Regions from separate parts of the Triticum aestivum genome. Here region 2 is linked to region 1. The links are chromatin contacts, called in public Hi-C maps. All regions are on one chromosome and are shown on one strand. Each heading gives the region's core, a stretch centred on a gene start, on an enhancer-like site or on the middle of the called end of the contact. The rest is flanking DNA. Distances are from core to core; before and after follow the strand shown. Region 1 holds the start of LOC123078106 (protein PHYTOCHROME KINASE SUBSTRATE 4). Region 2 holds the start of LOC123078107 (phosphatidylinositol transfer protein 3).

Region 1 (3,161 bases), core at 238-2,737:
TACATAGGATGTACATTGGAATAGTATAGCAGCTTTTTATTGCAGAGGGTTATTGAGATTACTTGTTCTATGTAGTGTTGCCGTGTTGGTTAGATTACGTTTCATCTTTAGATTAAGTTACAAATTCTTCTGCAACACACATATTACAGCATTTACATCTATGATCTTTGCTCTGCCACTGCCATTACTCATTTCTATACATTCGATGAGCTAAAGTTTTAATTCTATCTGCAGCTGGTACAATACCAGCCCTTGCACAACTGGTTTCGTCGTCCTGTCATGCCGCCATGTCATCGCCCTCGTTCGCCCGCCCTGCTTCTCGCGATGACATGCACAAGAGCAGAGGCTCCTCGCCATTGTAATTTACTAGCGCAGCCGACCAGCTACTGAATACTGCTCTAAGAAATCTGTGCCACCTTATAAAGGATGTAAATGTTAAGATTTCATGCAGAAGGATGTTTTAACTGACATGTGCTCCTTTCACTTAGTTTTTGTTGGTATCTATCTCTATGTATAGGTTATGCCCTCTATCTTGTGTTAATTTTTTGTATTAAAATAAGTATTGCAGTGTTGTGAACCAGCTTAAACCAGCCAGAGGTTCAGCTATTTTCGTCTGCAAAATGCAAGCATGCGTTGGTCTATGATTGTTCAACCTTGAATTACATTTGATAGGACATGAGTATGTAAATGCAGTTGTTCGTGATTTGATAGCTTCAGTCGTATTTATCGTTGTTCTAGGTGTGCTTGCTCTAAAGTTTGAAACACTGGGCCTTTTGTTTGTTTACTTTTTGGAGGATTTCTTTAGATGTTTTTGGCTATGTATGTCATTTCTTTCACAGGAAGGTATGTAGGTAGTAAATTCCTTAGGAGTGTGTCCATATCGATCCAATTCCTAAGGATTCGTGCCATTAAGTGAAACCGGATGGAAATTCCCAAGGATTGGAGTGGGGCATGCATCACAATCGTGACCAGTTTGCCTACGGCATTTGATAGATTATCGAATTAGATAAGCGATTGCTAGTTGAGTGGATGGTATATTGTCATCGGTGAGGCTGTCGCCGATTCGGTGGTAGTGGCTCGTTTGGACGCCACGTAGTAGATCCTGGCCGTTTCCCGGCGAGTACACTGCATGCAGCGACGTATCTGTATCTTGTATCGTTCATTGGATCGTCGCGCTTAGTTTTGGATGGCATGGAACTCATCATTCGTGTGGAAACGCACTCCGCCTGTCGATGATGATGCATTGCACTTGGCGATTGCAATCGTTTCGGGGTTTGTTCGTGCAAGCGGATTTCAACCACGCTCCCAGAGAGAAGGAAGAACACGCAGAATTGGGCGATCAGAGGGAGGCAGGATGATGAGAGGATGGCGCGAAAACGAAAAGACTGAATGTACCACTCGGCACGGCACAGTCTTGGTGCCCACCCCGCGTCCCCGAGCTGCAGTTGGCCGCTGGCGCAGAGCACCTCTCCTCCCGGCTCGCATGCCGTCGCTCGCCCGCCCGCACTTGGCTCCCGCCCCACGCCAGCCACACACATTTTTAAACGCGCGCGACACGGACGCTTACACCTCCCCGCCCGTCCCGCCGGTAGCGGAAGCGGAGGCAGTAGCGTCTCGGCACGCACTGGTGCGCCCGCGCGCCGTCGCCGTCTAGCCCAGCCTGTCGCGCCTTGGCTCTGCCCGCGCTCCCGCCCCTACAAATTCCTCCACTCAACCAGCCACCTCTCCGCCAACTCTCTCGCGCACACTGAACGAGTGACCCAAGCGTGCCGTCTTATCTCTCCTCCTGTATTGTATACATGGACCGCTACAGAGTGGCGCCGGCGCGGCCTGTCTTCCTCTCCGGCCACCTGCAGCCCGCGGCTGCCACCCGGCGCTCGGGCGGCGCCGAGCGGGAGCTCGACATCTTCACGGCCGATCGCTACTTCAACGCCGCGGACGCCGTCAAGTACAGCGCCGCCGCGGTCCATGCGGACGACCCGCCGCGCCAGCTGCCCGTCGCTGCCGTGGATGCGGCGGCAAGCCAGAGCAGCCTCACCGCGGCGTCGTCCGAGGTGAGCTGGAACAGCCGCTCCGGGCTGCTCGCCAGCAACCAGTCGCCGTCGGCGGCTAGGCAGCACGACAAGGGCTATGGCGGTGGCGTCAACGGCGTCGTCGTCCTAGATACGAGGGACGATCGGTATCACCGCGGCGGCAAGAAGCCTGCCGCCGCCGGCTTCGGGCAGCGCTGGGGGATCTTCAGCCGGGACTGCCCCTGCGCCGGCAGGAAGGCCGTCACCGTCGACGTCGCCTCCGAGCCGACCACCCCGAGGGTCCACGCGAGGTTCGACGCCAGGGAGGAGAGCGCCGTCTTTAAGGCCAACGGGCTGCCTCCTCCGTCTACAAACGACGAGCCCGGCGTGATGAAGATTTTTACGACGGGGAGCTGCGCGTTCCCGCTTCGCGCCAACAACAACATCCTCGCTCCGGCTACAGATCATGGGACCAGCGCTTCTTTCCCCGCATTCCCGCCCGACGTAGGCCGCCGCGTGGTGAGCTCTGGCGGATTCACCTTCCCGGTGATCAGCCCGTCCAAGGCCATCAGCAGCAGCGTCGTCGACGAGCCGCCGCGCGAGTCGCTGGAGGTGTTCCGTCCCATCGACGAGGACTCGGTGGTGCTCGTGGACCCGCCGCCACCCCTAGCCGCGGCCGCTTTTCTGCGCGCGCCGGCGGTAGTGTCGGCCATGGACGACGACGCGATGAGCGACGCGAGCTCCGACCTGTTCGACCTGGAGAGCTTCGCGGCGTCATCGTCGTACCCGACCACGTACCGTGGTCGCAGTAGCCGGCGCAACTCGGGGGACGACGACCTGGAGTACGCCACCGCGGCCGCGGAGCCAGCGCTGAGCGAGTGCATGTACGCGCCGAGCGAGGCGAGCGTGGTGTGGAGCGTGGCCACGGCCGAGGGCGTGGCCTACGACACCGGCAGCGTGGCCAACTTCTCGAGCGCGGCGTCCGCGTGCGGCGTCGACGAGTTCCGGTTCGTCCCGCCCGGGTCCGCCGCCGGCCACGACGGCTTCACCGCCGCCATGTCCCGAAGCGCCGGCCGCAAGAAAGGCGGCGGGTTCTTGGACAGCTGCCGGTGCGAGAAGGCCGTGAGCGTCGGGCCGACCCCGGTCCGT
Region 2 (3,161 bases), core at 218-2,717, 180 kb after region 1:
GGAAACCCTGTATTGCTAGTGACGAGGGTTCTTCAAGTTGCTTTCGTACCTCATTTATCTGCTTGGTAAATAGAACAGCCAAATGGCCTTAAGATTAAGTACTTCAGTTGAGACAAATAGAGCTCTAAAGTTGAAGAGTGGCATCTTACTTTCTCTTGCTGTTCTTCCAAGGTCAAGGTTTTCTCCGTTGTACCACCATTGCTTGACTTCCATAGAAATGACATTTTGCCAACTAAAGGGGGACGACTCTATCAGATATGTAACTGAAACACCTGCAAAAAATATTATCGCACGGATGAATGCGCATAAATTATCTCCATCTTCGTATGGGAAGAAAAACTGGCGAAGGAACAGAATGACAACTCAGTAAGCCAGTGTGATGGAAGGAGTGTGACATAACTAAAAATTCAGGTAACAACGTAGTACAAAACTAACAAAATTTGGTTTGTAGCTAGAACAAAAAAAAACTAAGAAATTCATAATAAAAAAACGCACAGCTCCAAGAGCCGCTGAAAAAAGAGAGGAAATTAACAGGATGAGCCACAAACCATGGGAACCTCTGAAATGGGAGGAACCTCTTTTTTTTGCGAAAGGAAATGGGAGGAGAGGAACCTATAAGCACAAGGCACTAATTCCACTGTAGCGTCGGTTATAATACTGGTGCCTGATGGAACACCTTACGATCAAGACGCGATAACGCTGTGGAATATTTATATACGCTTCAGCTGTCCCTTTCTCCCCGTAGAACTGGATCTACTGATGCCACACACAGCTGTCGGTGGGCTGAAGAACAAACAGGTCGAGATCAAGTCCAGGCTAAAAACTACCTGCGGTTCCTACCTTCCAGGAGCGTAACCAGCGAAAAAATCGGTAGAATTCCAGGAGGAGCAGATCGAAATCTACCAAATTTCCTCACATCCAATCGTCCAAAACAACACCAGACAAGCGCCGACGAGGGATCTAGAACCCCAGAAATCTACAATCGAACCGGCCTCTATAAAAAACCAAAGAGCACACAGCAACAGTTCACGCGTCTGCCTGAACCATTCAAACAGGAGGAACCGGGATGGCAGGCGGCGGCCACGCACCTCGGGAATCGGGATCCCGCTTCTCGGCGCCGGCGAGGACGGGCGACACCACACGCCGAGATCGGTCGCCAGGCACCGCAAGTTCTCGGAAGGATCCCCCGTGAGGAGCAGCCGTGGAGGAAATGTGGAGCAGCTGAGAGGGCCGAGCGGTAGTGGCCTAGTGGGGTAGCCGGAGGAGGGATAAAGCGGGGCGGTGGAGGGGAGGGAGAAGAGTCCTTCGCGGCGTACGCGTGGCGTGCGAGACCGGGCGGGCGGAGGGGCGGAAAGTCGCCTCGCCACCGTGCGGTAGGAGCACCAGCCAGGCGTTGGCGCGTCAGCCGTCAGGTGTCTGCCGCAGCGGCCGTGGAGGCGCCGCGCGTCGGTTTCACTAGGAGGTGCTCGGCAGGGGATGCTCCTCCAGATTTTTCTTATAGCGAAGGAAGGATTTGCAAGGTATAAAAGTCCAAAAAGAAAGTCAAATAATATTTCTCTTTTCTTTAACACACTGCATACTCGGATGCTCACATACGCACATATACTCATCCTATGAAAGCATGCTCGCACACCTATCCTATAAGGATTCGCTTGATGTTTCTTTCGCAAAGTATCTGTAATATGCCTATCATCTGAAAAAGAAGCATTAAAGAGAGGGATTTTAAAGACCCGTGTAATATTTCTTTTCAAGGATACATTAAAGAGAGAGATCAATATCATAGAAGAAAAGTCAAGCAACTCATACAATGCATTTTGGCATGCACAACACCACGATTACAACAACAAAATAACTCGCCTAGTCAAACCCCAAGCCAGGTATGGTGAGGAGGCAAGACTCGGAGCTCAAAACCACATGGCCCCTTTGGTAAGCAACTTAAAAACAAACAAGACTCGAAGCTTAAAGACTGCATCACGACCAAAACAGAATACCTTGAAAGCACGCCTTGACTTCAGCCAGGCTGGGTCAACGCGTCATCCATCCTTAGCGCTTAGAAGTCGACGAGTGAACAGTAGAAATCAGTCAGACTCGGAGAAGATGTCATCCAAGAGATACTAACAACGGAGTAATTGCACCGTGAAAATCTATAACCATAGACACATTGCCGAAATCCTTCTCGTAGATACCAATGCGACCACCACCTCCGGCTTCAACCCTGGTAGCTACCATGGGCACCCAGGCATCACCTTCAAGGTGGGGACGGCACTGCTGTTGGAAATATGCCCTAGAGGCAATAATAAATGATTATTATTATATTTCTTTGTTCATGGTAATTGTCTATTGTTCATGCTATAATTGTATTGTCCGGAAATCGTAATACATGTGTGAATACATAGACCACAACGTGTCCCTAGCAAGCCTCTAGTTGACTAGCTCGTTGATCAACAGATAGTCATGGTTTCCTGACTATGGACATTGGATGTCATTGATAACGGGATCACATCATTAGGAGAATGATGTGATGGACAAGACCCAATCCTAAGCATAGCATAAAAGATCGTGTAGTTTCGTTTGCTAGAGCTTTTCCAATGTCAAGTATCTTTTCCTTAGACCATGAGATCGTGCAACTCCCGGATACCGTAGGAGTGCTTTGGGTGTGCCAAACGTCACAACGTAACTGGGTGACTATAAAGGTGCACTACGGGTATCTCCGAAAGTGTCTGTTGGGTTGGCACGGATCGAGACTGGGATTTGTCACTCCGTGTGACGGAGAGGTATCTCTGGGCCCACTCGGTAATGCATCATCATAATGAGCTCAATGTGACTAAGGCGTTAGTCACGTGATCATGCATTGCGGTACGAGTAAAGAGACTTGCCGGTAACGAGATTGAACAAGGTATTGGGATACTGACGATCGAATCTCGGGCAAGTAACATACCGATTGACAAAGGGAATTGCATACGGGATTGATTGAATCCTCGACACCGTGGTTCATCCGATGAGATCATCGTGGAACATGTGGGAGCCAACATGGGTATCCAGATCCCGCTGTTGGTTATTGACCGGAGAGGCGTCTCAGTCATGTCTGCATGTCTCCCGAACCCGTAGGGTCTACACACTTAAGGTTCGGTGACGCTAGGGTTGTAGAGATATGTGTATGC

What was found. Hi-C and Micro-C count contacts between places; a contact is called where the count stands out from the background.
Region 2: a Hi-C map of leaf shows a contact between it and region 1, with 2.9 times the contacts expected there. The contact joins the promoter of LOC123078107 here to the promoter of LOC123078106 in region 1. A contact is called at or near these places in 2 of 5 Hi-C or Micro-C datasets (both in leaf).

Annotation. Positions count from the first base shown.
Region 1 is chr3D:171,717,575-171,720,735 of IWGSC CS RefSeq v2.1, forward strand. It overlaps LOC123078106 (protein PHYTOCHROME KINASE SUBSTRATE 4), which reads left to right and starts at 1,488. Exons shown (of 1, transcript XM_044500505.1): 1 at 1,488-3,161. The coding sequence starts at 1,800. LOC123078105 reads left to right here. Exons shown (of 6, transcript XM_044500504.1): 6 at 235-641. The coding sequence ends at 362.
Region 2 is chr3D:171,901,641-171,904,801 of IWGSC CS RefSeq v2.1, forward strand. LOC123078107 (phosphatidylinositol transfer protein 3) reads right to left here and starts at 1,468. Exons shown (of 6, transcript XM_044500506.1): 1 at 1,089-1,468; 2 at 150-272; 3 at 1-61. The coding sequence starts at 224.